2 separate regions of the Rattus norvegicus genome follow, and region 1 is linked to region 2. A link is a contact called in public Hi-C data. All regions are on one chromosome and are shown on one strand. Each heading gives the region's core, a stretch centred on a gene start, on an enhancer-like site or on the middle of the called end of the contact. The rest is flanking DNA. Distances are from core to core; before and after follow the strand shown. Region 1 holds the start of Trappc12 (trafficking protein particle complex subunit 12). Region 2 overlaps Trappc12 (trafficking protein particle complex subunit 12).

What was found. A called contact is a pair of places that touch in the nucleus more often than the background predicts.
Region 1: a contact with region 2 is called in a Hi-C map of frontal cortex, with 1.6 times the contacts expected there. The contact joins the promoter of Trappc12 here to the enhancer-like site in region 2. A contact is called at or near these places in 2 of 12 Hi-C or Micro-C datasets (frontal cortex and prefrontal cortex).

Annotation. Positions count from the first base shown.
Region 1 is chr6:51,111,898-51,117,916 of GRCr8, forward strand. Trappc12 (trafficking protein particle complex subunit 12) reads right to left here and starts at 3,400. Exons shown (of 12, transcript NM_001398781.1): 1 at 3,298-3,400; 2 at 1-950. The coding sequence starts at 945. Eipr1 (EARP complex and GARP complex interacting protein 1) reads left to right here and starts at 4,930. Exons shown (of 9, transcript NM_001012192.1): 1 at 4,930-5,042. The coding sequence starts at 5,001.
Region 2 is chr6:51,058,010-51,064,609 of GRCr8, forward strand. Trappc12 (trafficking protein particle complex subunit 12) reads right to left here. Exons shown (of 12, transcript NM_001398781.1): 7 at 4,714-4,786; 8 at 2,790-2,863. Among named protein-coding and RNA genes, the nearest start is that of Adi1, 26 kb to the left of the region's middle. Within about 2 kb of position 2,137, at least 34 of the 93 cell types and tissues checked have an H3K27ac peak or open chromatin away from gene starts, as enhancers often do.

The DNA.
Region 1 (6,019 bases), core at 2,150-4,649, 55 kb after region 2:
TGGGCTGGTGGAATCGGGTGACTTTTCCCCTACAGGGGCAGTGAGTGAAGCCAGCTTTTCTGGGACCGGGGAACCAGCGTTGGGATTACTGACCGAAATGAAAGTAGAAGTTGTGAAGGAATCAAAGAAATCAGAGGCCAAGGAATTAGAGCTCATTGTATCTCCGAAAAATGTACTCAGGCTGGGACTGGGCTGGACCATGGGAGGAGGGGTCTTGGCTGATGTCTCGCTGGTGCTACTGAAACTGGGCGATTTCACCATCTGGGACTCGAAGCCATCTTGTAGAAACAAGTGTGGCTGGGAGGAAGTGGAGGTGGCCTGGCTGAAGATGGTGCAGACAGGCAAGGGCTCGTCTTTGGAGGAGGACTGACTGGAGGACACTTCTGAGGTCTGCTCTTCTCGGGGCACAAGGCTGTCTTTAGGCCCCACTTCCTCCGTGCCAGCATTCTCCAGTGCAGGCATGGCCGGCACATCTTCCTGGGTTGAGTCTTCCTTCAGGGAGGCTCTGCTATCAGGGGTCATGTCTGAGATGTCTCTGGGAGTATCGTCTCCATCGGTCTCACTGCCATTACTCAGGGTGTCCACCACTTCTTTGTCCGTGCTATCGGGCAGTCTGTGGTCGGTGGCACCTCTGGGCGGCTCCCCGACATCCTGCAGACAGCCGAGGTCGCCCACATCACCCTCGCTGTTGTTCGGAGAGTCAGAGATGAGCACGCTCTCCATCATGTGTTCATTAAGCTTATCTCCGAAGTTGTGAGAACCTTCGGATGTGGGCTCCGTCTCTTCAGACGCAAAGTCATCTCCACCGAGATCAATGGTCTCCTCATGGTACAGCGGCTGACCCTCCTCCTCCAGAGGCACAGGCTCTGAGATGGTTTCAGGACCGGCCTGGGTTGGAGGAGATGCCTCACTTGGGCTCTGCTCACCATCCTTAGCTGTTTCCATGTTGTCTAAAAATAGAGATAGTCGTGACTCACACCTCTGTTTATTTCATGTTTTGGTAAGTAACTTGCTTTTCTTTTCTGAGAGAGGCTCTCACGTAACCTGGGTGGACTTGAACTCACAACCTCTGCAGTTCCAAGACATAGGCTGTGCTTTTTATCTTGTCCCTCAATGAAACAAATGTTTAACAGTTCTGCATGTAAATGGCACAAAATTAAAAGTTTTTCTAGTTTACTTATTTTTAATTAGGATAAAATACACGTAAAATTTACTAGCCACCATTTTTAAGCATTCAGTTTAGTAACATTTAGTACATTCTCATTATTGTCCAATTTATCTCCAGAATTTTGGTCATCTTGCAAAACGAAGAGTTCTATACCCATTTAATGACCCCCTGAACTCACACACAGGCAAACACCATCCTGTTTCCCATCTTTTATTTTTCCTAGGGACCTCAAGTAAGTAGAATCATAAAGCATTCATCATGGCACCCTTGGTCCACTGCGATATATAGTGTAGCAGTGAGCAAGTGCTGTCTGCCCTTACTGTGAAGCTGGAATTTACCCCTCTCCTTCCCCCCATTTCAGGCCCAACCATGCCTATCTCATATTGTCCTCTAAGGGCCCTTGTCTGGGTACTGAGAACAGCAACACATCTTGACAGTAAAAACAAGCTCTTGACAACAGCTAGAAGGTAACCATTGGCAACAGACTATGAAGCTCATCCATGGAGACTGCTCTGCTCTGCCCAGGACCCTCCACTCAGAACTCCAGCAGGACTACTGCTCCGACAGCAGACTCATGGGGGATGTTGTGAGCACCAACTTGATGCCTTTTGCTCCCTCTTTCAATCAGGCTGCGGTAGTCGTCTCTATTGTTGGCTATTGTGAGCCCTGACTGGATGAGCTTTTGCTGTCTACAGGTTGCTTCAGTCTGCTGTGTGCTCTCTCTCTCTTTGCCTCCTAAATGCCCACTCATCGGAACTGGAAAGCACAGCCACCATAGTTCATTCTTCACTGTGCAGAACACCCATGCTGCAGCATGAACGGGCTTCCCTTCCCTCTGACAGGTGAATAGCAAAGGCACTGCAGGCGTGTGGCATTTACCTGTTAAGTGGATACTTGGGCTTCTTCTAGCCTCTAGCAATTGTGCCCAGTGCTTTTGTGAACAGGATGTGTAGGTTTACTTTTGAGCCTCTGGCTTGAATTCTTTGGTACAGCAAATTACTATTTCAATGGCCAGAGACCAACACGCTAGATCATGGCCATCACATTTTGATTGTTTGCTTTTAAAGACAGTGTTTCTCTGAGTACCCCTGCCTGACCTGGAACTCACTCTGTAGACCAGGCTGGCCTCGAACTCAGAGATCCGTCTGCCTCTGTCTCCTCAGTGCTGAGAGCAAAGGTGTGAGCCACCACTGTCAATAGTAATCACTTCTTTATTTTCAGAAGGAACTGCAGTTTTTCTACTGCAGTTTCCCCAGCTCCTGCAACAGCAGTATGCGCACTCCAATTTCACTACACACTGGCTGATACTTTTTTTTTTTTTGCATTTACTTAGCCTTTTAATATGTGTGAGAATTTGTTTCTATACAGCAAGGTCTTAGGTAACCTAAACTGGCCTTAAATTTGTTCCTGAACTTCCTGCCTCTACCTCCCAAATGCTGACAGGCTCAGCACCAACGCCTTGTCTTACTGTATTTATTCATTTGTGTATTTATGGTCAGAAGACAATCACCTGGAAGCAATCCTCTTCTCCCATCATGTGGGCCCTGTGCCAACTCAGGCTATCAGCACTGGTGGCAGACACCGAGACATCCTGTCAACTCTTGTTTTAGTTTTTAGACTTTATTCTTTTTTCTTTTGAGGAGTAGGGGTATCTCCCTATTTAGTCCAGACTTAAAATCTTTCCCATTGCAATCTCCTGAACGAAGGGTTTACAGGATTGAATCACTTTGCCCACACAACACTACTCATTCTCTAAGGCAACCCATCCTCTATCTCTTCTCCCGACTTTGGCTTACTGCAGTGCTTAATTGTGGGGACATGACAGACCGAGGACAGCAGGAGCAAAAGTTGGGGCAATACAAAAACATAGCATGGGAACTGGTGATATAACGCGGGGACCTACTAAGCATGCTCACGACCCCGCACTTTGTACACATAAAACCTAGGCCAGGAGGGTGTGTGCCTTGTCCAAAACCACAGGGAGCATTCAGAATTGGCTAAAGCCCAAAGAAATCAACCCCTGCTGGGGCTGCTCTACGTGGCCGAGAGCGGTGATTATGCGAGGACGCCGCCCTCCGTGGGAAGATCGAGGGTCCCGGCGACCCTCCTCACTGCGACCCGCTCCTCACCTGCCACCCGCCCCTGAGGTCCGTTCACCCACAGGCGAAAAGGGTCCGAAGAGCTGACGGAAGACGGGAAATAAACTCAAGATCCAAGGTCCCGCACTTGTGCGCCTGCGTATTCTAGCCACTGAGACCCGACTTCCGCACATGCTCAGTGCGGGAGCTGCTAGCTCTCCAAAGGAAACCGGGTGCATTTCCGGCCCAAGAGCTGTGGGCGGGGCCTAGGACCAAATTGTGTAGAGGATGGTCCTGAGATTAAAGAAAGTCATCTGTCCTTGGGCCTGTCACCCACCAAGAATGCTTTTTCCTAGAACTTTGTCTTTGTGCTTGCTGATTCTCCACATTTCCTACCTTGTGTCTATGGCAATGTGTGCTAACATCTGTAAAGTGGGGAGGAGTAAGGAGTGTCAAAAGTCAGCCTTGCTTGCTAAACTCGTGTTTGAGAACTGTTCTCAGCTCAAGGACCTTGCTTTCTTGATTTTTTTTTTTTTGTGTCACTTTTTTTTTCTCCTGACAATGTAAAAAGACAGCTCTCATCTCAAAGGGGAGAAGAATTTATTCTGGAGCCAATGTTGAGTGACTATAGTTTGGGAACATTGATTCAGGTTCCAAACCTTAAATTATGCCCAACACGATAACAACTTGATGACGTTTTACAACAACAACAACAACAACAACAACAACAACAACAAAAACCCGTACACTTGCCAAGCACACTTTGGAAGCAGTGGGTAGGTGGGTTACCACACAGCAGGGACCACTCTGCTGTAGGCCTCAGGTGCTATCTCATAACTTTTATAGTTTTGGGATTGGTAGGAACTAGTGGAGAGAGGTTTTATCAGAAAGTCAATGTGAGACACGGGTTGGCAGTGGGTGACTACTATTGGGGCTAATGGTAGCATCACAGAAACTGCTGTCACGCTGTCAAGAGATACTGGCAACAGTCACAGACACAGAAGAAACGCGTGCATAAGACTCAGAACTTCATAGAACCAGGCCAGTTAATTTCCTATGTTCATTCTAATCTTGCAGTGTTTTCCATGCCAGGACATACAGCTTTCCATCTCGGAATGCTCTGGATAGTGTAGATTGTGAGCTTAGCTGTGTCGCTGTGCACAACTGGGTAGTCGTGTGACGACGTGCACACCGCTCGCTGTACCTCCCTGCTCACCTACATCATCACTATCGTCTTGACTCAAGCTTGCAGCTGCTTATCTTTAAATGGACTTGCAAGAGCTTGCTTCTGAGGCTGAATCAAAGGTCCTGGCAGTAGGTTGGGCAGTGCCCTGGTGCCCAGGACCACGGTTTAGGAGTAAAGCACTGCCAACCAAAATGCCAATTTAACTGCTCTCCTTAGAGCTCAGGATCTGAGAACCAGGGAGCATCTTACAGCTTAAGAGCGCTGCCCTGATGGCCATACAGCCCCGCAGCATTTGTTCCTGGCCCCGCCCTCCAACCCAGGACCTCAAGGAGCAGCAGGCCCTCATGAGAGCCCCAAATGAGCATGCGCAGAACAGAGGCACAGCTGCTATTGGCCACCGGGGAGGAGAGTATTGATGACGTGGCAAAGAAAACAGGAAGTGAGCCGTCAGGGAGCCGGTCTCGGGCTCGTAGTCCATTTTTAGGCCGGGAATGAATGGGTTCTGGCCGATCCCTGGTGAGGCGGGACTCGGGCTCTAAGGCTTGAGTAGTTCGGCAGGCAGAGTATCATGGAAGACGACGCCCCGGTGATCTACGGGCTGGAATTTCAGGTGAGCATGGCGGAGTTTGAGGGTCGGCGCCGGCAGAGCCTGGCCCTCACCAGCGAGCGCGCTCACTCAAGTCTGGTTCCAAGGATTCTGGGCTTCAAGGCCGGGATTTGGGGAGAGAGTATGTGCGGGGAGTGTAGCCGAGTGAGGCACAGGGCTGGCATGGATGGCAGAGGGTGAACACTCGGCTCCTCAGGTAACTTCATTACACTCGTACTTCTGGGGCCTTGAGTAGCAATTATTGAGCATTGAGGTGTGTGTTGGATACTGCTCAAAACAAGAGCGTCAAAGAGGGACCTCGGGGGAGGGGAGTGCTGTCTGGCTGGGTGTTATGAAGCATTTTGTTCACTCAGGTTGGGAATATACTTGCGTTTTTTCCTTATGAATTTTTTATTTCAATAGCTATTAAACTCTTTACAGATTCGGGTCAATAGTGGGATGGGGGTTTCCATCTCCCAAGGGAGTTCTTCAGACCTAAACCATGATTTGCTAAGAATTCGTAGAGATTTCTGCTATTCTTAGCGCCTTTCTGTGTACCCAGAGCTCCCGTGCTAAGAATCAGGATGCCTAATCTACACTCCCTGCCTTTGACTCTTGTCTATTCCGATCATTTTCTTTGTTGTCCTGGGAATTACATCTGACATCTAGATGGGATCAAATCCAGTGTAGCCTCATTGCCCCCACTCCTTTCTTTTGTGATCCTTCCATAAAAATAAAATCCTTGAATATTGTGTGTTTTTGAACACAGATTTGTAATGATTACTTTGTGGTGTTGCCCTTGACTTCTGATGGGAGGAGAAAGTCAGCTCTATGCAGATGATTCTATATATCCATTTTACAGATTAAAGGATGAGAATATGGATGCATAGAGGGATCCTATGGGTCAGGCTAAGGTCAGACAATAAAGAATAGAATGAGGATATGCCTAGATAATGTACTGAGTCTGTTGAGGGTGTTTATCCTATGTGGACATCAGTGTA
Region 2 (6,600 bases), core at 887-3,386:
GGGCCGGTATGCCTCAGTAGAAGCCTGCTAGGATCCTAGGCTTTTTGATTGGCACTCTTGCCTTTCAAACTTGCCCAGGGTCAGGGGTACTTGCTACTGAGGATAGCCCAACAGAAAAGAAACAGGCCATAAATATACCCATTACATATAATTTTTTTTTGAGACTGAGTCTTACTGTATGGTTCTGTATTAACTATAATTATACAGACTCAGTTGGTCTTGAACTCCAAGAGATCCATCTGCTTCGGTCTCCCATATTGGGATTAAAGGTGGGTACCACCATGCCCAGCTTTGATAGGATTTTACAGCTCTCCTAGGAGGCAGGTTAGATCCATAGGGTTCAGACTGATCAGAGAAAGCAGCAGCAGAGAAGGGATTGTCACGTAGGTGCCAGCAGCAACAGTGCTAGCATTTATCAACAAGCCTGAGAGGTCGGGGCGAGCTTGTTAGAAGGCGTATTTAGGGCTGCTGAGGACTTCTAGTTGGTTACTATTCAGTGAAATCATTCATTCTGGGAACCTGGACGGCAGCTGACAACAGCTTCTTGGGGAGTACCCACTCTACTCTTCTGACTACACCCACCTGCCCTTGAATAGAAATACAGACACTCATATGTGGGTAAGATTCATCCTTGCCTGACTTGTACCTAAAAACTTCATTGGCTGAGTGACTGCTAAATCACATTAATGGCTGCTTTGTTGCCAACAAAGGCTTTATGAGGTGTGACCTAAGCAAACAGGAGGCACCCTGTGTGTGGCAGAACAGAAGCCACAGCAGTCAGAATGTTGTGTGGGAGGTAAGGGGATGTGAAGCTGAAGAGTGTCCTGGTTCACTCTAGTGGCACAGGTATCTTAAGGCTCCTGTGAGACCCAAGGATATCACATGCAAGAACAGAGGGCTTTGTCTTGCAAGTGAGTATTCCTGGAAATATATTGTGGGACACTCAGAACTGGAACACATGAGCAGATTTCTTATCATTAAAAGACTGATTAATTAGGTCATTGTTAGCTAGCACAGGCCCCGCTATGCAGCCCAGCTACTGTGGTAATACTGGTTATGTCCACTAGATGGCAGCAGAACGCATGTGCTCGCATCCACTTCACTCAGAACATTTCTTTCACCCCTTTAACTCATGAAAAATCAAGATTAAACCAAACTTTTAATTTAAATTACATCCACTGTGGAAGTATTTTTGAGACATGATAATCTGTCCCGTACTGAGTCTTGGGTGACAGGATGCCACAGGCAGACGTTTGGTGCCTGCCTGTGCCTACACTACTGATGGTATCACTACTGCAGTAAAACAAAGAAACGCATTTTTATTACACTACTTTCTAACACAGCATCTCAGAAATGCAAGCTGAGTGCCCTGCAGCAGAGCAGTGACTTCCTCCCTGAGGAGCTTCAGCTTGTGGTTGGGTACCACCAGTGCTGTAAGCCTAAGCAGGCTTGGCAACCAAGACTCAGAGACGCCCAGGAGACACTGGATGCTCACTGTGTTTTCTAAGGTTGCCACTGGCCACAGCAGTGCTGAGAGGCAGGCCTGTACAGGGGGCAGTGGGACAGAAAGAAGCAGGCCCCTCTTGGCTGAGGGCGGCAGCACACGGGGAGGTGGGGCAGGCTCTGCAATGATGTCACCAGGGAGGCAGCGGAGAGAAGAGACCAGAACAAAGTGGCCCTGCAGGCAACAGACCATGTGCAAATGTCTCAGGCACAGAACTACAAAATCTGTAATGTGTTCAGAAGTGGGAAAGAGCTATGAGGACGATGGCTGGGAGAGATGCTAGGAAACCTGTTCTTCCTGTGTCAAGGTCACCTACCAGATGAGCCTGTCTACACCCAATGTCACACATCACACGTCTGCAGAGGTGCAGAGGATGCACACTGTCCTATGGCTGGGCTGTGGCCACACACTTTCCTGCCAAATGCAAGGAGATGGCCGCATGGAGGGCTGCCAGTCGGGCTAAAGCGAGGGGTACGTCTTTCCACTTGGTAAGCTGCCCGCTGGCGGACGCTCAGTCAGAGCAGGATGACCTTGGCTGTGGGAGGAGTGATGAGCTGTCTCACCACAGCTCGGAAGGTGTTAAAGGCACTGCTCTGGGCGTCTGCTGCTGACAGATTCTGTGGCGGCTTCAGTGCCTGCAGCTGGCAGCAAGGCCGCCAGCTCTGTGGCAGGCCCCCCGTGCCCAGGGCGGGAGGCAAGCCAGGCATGGGACGTATTCAAAATGAGAGAGAAGCCTGAAGACACGGCTGCCTGCGCTGGCAGGGCCTGGGTGGAGAATAGACTGGAAATACAGTGACTGACAGCCCGGCTGGGCTCCCTGATTCACACTGGCTCCTCAGGTGCAAAGCTCAGAGAGAGCTTCTCACAAGTGGGTCTGGTGGGAAAGCCTGCCGTCAGATGTCAAAACCATCAATCATTTAAAAAAAATGACCCTCACACTAAAACAGGCAGAACAAAGGACACTTTTCTGGATGGAGTTCAGAGGAAAACGGGGGGGGGGGGTGGTGGTGGTGGTGGAATGAGCAGTTTTAATTAGAACATTTAGACCTAGGCCCGTGCAATTAAATTCAGTAATATAAACTGTTTTCTGTGGAAATTTTAAAGTGACAAGTTAGGCCCCCAAGTGAGAGTTAACTCTACTGAGCAATCTAGGCCATGATGAACACTGCCGGGGCCCACGGCTCACTTCCTTGTCAGGCCTGTCGGAACACACAGCACCTCTTGCAGCCTCCAGCTGACACTGTCTGCTAGAACAAGGTGCACTACAGCTCAGCCGCCCACATACCTTCATCAGGAGCAGACAGTTTGCCATGGAGTACAGCACTCGGCCCAGACGAGACCTCCACAGCTGAACAGAGGCTGCAGGAGAGAGAGGTGTGAGTGTGCACAAGCAACTGTGCTCCTGCGAGCGAGCTGGCAACTGCCGCACCCCATGTGCTGGAACGAAGCCCCCGCCTCCCAGTCTATCCTCACCAGGTCTCACCCTATGCTTCACTGGACACAGGAGACAGTGTTCTCAGTGGGATGCCCAGAGTGGGCTCCCATAAGAGACCATCTGCACAGACGCAGCAGGAAATACAGCCCAGCTTAGACAGAGGCCAAGCAATAATCGGGAGCCCACAACCCTACTCCTGTGAGCATGTCTGATGCAGACACAGCACGTCTGCTGCCCAGGGTCGAGGCTGACCCATGCACACAGCCCGCCTGTGTCCAGCAGCTGCATGGAAGCTGGGTTTAGTGGCAGTTTTGTCTCTGCAGCCTGGAACGGACCACTTTCCTAGGCCTTTAGTTTCAGATAGGAACAACACTGGTCTGCCTTTCTCACAGGCTTTACTGAGGGTGGACACCGGTAGTGGCCACAAAAATGCTCCATGGATAGAAGGATAGAAGCACTCCCACTCGAAGACAGGATATGTCTGGTAGCCACAATTATGGATGCAGCAGACAAACAGTGCACCTCTCTGCTCAGGTCTGATACCAACCATCTCCTGGTTCAGAACCTTCTCTGACCATCTCTTCTTTGGTTCTCAAACTGGCTCTATGTGAACTCACTGTGCTTGGAATGATCCCTTCATAGACATTTGATGTGAGGGGAGGGCTGACTGATCGTTCTTGGGATCATCAGGAGTAAGAGCTGAGGTGCACTGCCTGCATCAACTCGGGCAAACAGATAAGTCTCAGAGTCTAGTTATCAGCAGGACATACTCACGTAAATGCACACACATGCATGCACACATGCACACACACACACACACACACCCATGCCACACATGCATACATTACATATCAATTACCTGGTACGCAGCACACATACACACCTGACCCTTCACACCCAGGGAATCATAAACTGAAAGGGACTGGCTGGCTCCTTGCTGGGGTATTCAGCATACTGTAGCCAGAATAACTGCTATGGTAGAAATGTACTGGGGACATAATCCTTAAAGCCACATGTTGATGGTTTATTTATGTATTAATTATCACTATTACTACTATTGTTGTTGTTTCTGGAGATAGGGTTTGTCTGTGTAGCCCTGCTTTGTAGACCAGGCTGGCCTTAAACTTACAGAAATCTGCCTACCTCAGTCTCTCAAGTGCTGGGATTAAAAATGTGTGGCACCATGCCTGGCCTCACTGGTTTTATAACGGAGCTAAGAAGACACTTCCTTGTCTCATCGTGTGCTGCCTACTTCCTGTTACAATGCAGAAGACCTCGCCACATGCCAGCACCATCTCATGGGCATCCCAGACTCCAGAACCGTAAGCCAGGTACGACTCTCTCCTTTATAAATTAACCAGAGCTGGGTACTTCATTACAGCAAACGGAATCCTCTTAGCGGCTGATCTGCCCCTACAGTCCACCATGTGTCCACAGGTGACTGACTGCCAGTCAAGGTAGCATGACAGATCGGGATGTTCAGCCACTGACAGTTCACACTGTGGCTCCCTTCCCCTCCTGTTATGCAGATCTGCCCAGCCAAATGGAAAGTCCCAGTGCACCAAGGAGCTGGGCTGGGCCATCCTCAGCCTGTTTGTATTTCTCATCATTGGGTAAAACCCCTCGTTCTTCCTCTCGTCTACCCAGAGTAGATGCTACCTGGGAAACGGGGGAAGGGATCATTCACTGTTGGGTAAGAGTGGGAACCAATTGTACTGCTGAGCCTTGCAAACCTGAGTGATCAGTGTTCAGCTATCAGAAGGGCAATGCTCACCTTGCCTGCTTTCCTGGGTGACACTGCTCAGACCACCGTCTTCAGCTAAGCCTTGCTCCAAGTTGGCCAGGATCTGCAGACATTTCAAACAAGGACAACAAAATTGTAAGTGGATTTGTGGCTGCGCTGTCATCATAAGTTTCAGACACAGCAAATTTCTCTGGGTGAAAACCAATCAGGCAGGGAATGTTCACAGAGACTCGTCTATTGCATTGTGATGTCGCCCAGTTACCAGGAGGTGACGAGGAGAGTGGAGCCCTATTCTCTGGTGGAATTTAGGCTTGTGAGACTCGCAGAGCCTTCTCAGACACGGAACACAGTGGGTGTCCAGCTTTTCTTTTCATGAAAAGCATCACATGTGCTGCACACAAGAGTGGTTAACTTCTGTGGGAACATCAGCCCCGCCCTCCTCCAGGGTGCCACCCAGCTTACAGTCTTTCCTTTAGCACTGGGTCCATTCTGTGAAGCTGTCACTTTGCATAGTTTTTATTGTTTGGTTAAAACCTTCCTTTGTTTCATCTGTATTTGGGTTTTCCCTGAAAGAAAAGCTGCTATGGTCCCTGTGGTGTGAGGAAAAGATTAATTATTATTGGTATTATTATTATTACTTTGAAGGGTAGAGTGAGAATATGTGTTAAGAATAGTCTATGTGTAGGAGAACCCTGCTTTCCTCCCCCACCTGCTTGGTGACGTCACCCCAGCAGTTACCCCAGGAGGCGGGTAGGCAGTGGAAGACACCACTGCGTGTCATCTCTCCACTCATGCATGCCACACTGGGCACCCTCCTTTGTAAAATCATTATTCTGTATGAGCAAGAGAACAATTAGCTGTGGACTGTGACTTGGGAAACACTTGGGGCTCAGGACTGTGACCTCTGAGAGATTCAGGGGACAGACACAGGGTTAAAGACTTGGAGGGAAGGATGTGACCTTGGAGGGAAGGATGCCAGATCCAACCAGGTCAAATGACATTTCCAGCTAATCTGTCTTCTGATGAGTAATCATGACGGCAGAAACTGACAAGGGAATAAAGTCTTAATCCCCTAGGCTGGAGTGGAGAGAGCCAGGAAGAAAGGGAAGGGATCCGGGACAGCAGAGGGCACCAGCATTCAGGACTGAGTCTGAGAGCTCAGTGAACTAGGACAAAGGCTGACATTTACATCTAGGGAAACACACACACACACACACACACACACACACACACACACACACACACACACACACACACACAACTGTGTACCAGGCTACCACACCATGTATCTCAGAACATACTCAATCTCTGTACTAGGCCTTCAGGGCTGGGGGAAGGCTGCATCCGTGGAGCCCTGGAGAGCTCAGCCAGCACCCACTGGGAGGGTGGAACCTGCCTGCTGTTCTGGCTGTGAGAAGTGGGGTACTTCAGAGGATCAGCAGCAGAGAATCAGGGAACATGGAGGGGCTTCCCACTGCCGTGTATGAGGCAGTGCAAATGGAAGCTACTGGCAGTGGAGGTGGGAAAGGCAGAGCCACCGAGGATCTACTGCCTGTTCTGGGCTCTCCTGGCCTTGTGACAGTCTGGGGAGCCCCCCCCCCCATATGGTTATGGCTTAGATGTGAAATGGTCCCCCCCCCCCTTTATGCCCATGTCCTAAACTGGTGGCACTACTGGGAGGTTCTAGAAATCTCACAAAGTGAGTCTTAGCTGGTGGAAGCAGGTACCAGGAAAAGGTCCTTGGGACCATCTGGTTCCCCAGCATTTATGTTAAGTGCCTGCTTGTGCCATACAATCTTCCTATGATGCTCTGCCAAAGCACGTGAGGTCCAGCGACTAGTCTGAAACCACAAATCAAAACGACCTCTGTACCTTAAAGTGGTTTGTGTTGGGCATGGGTCGCAGCACTTTTTAAGA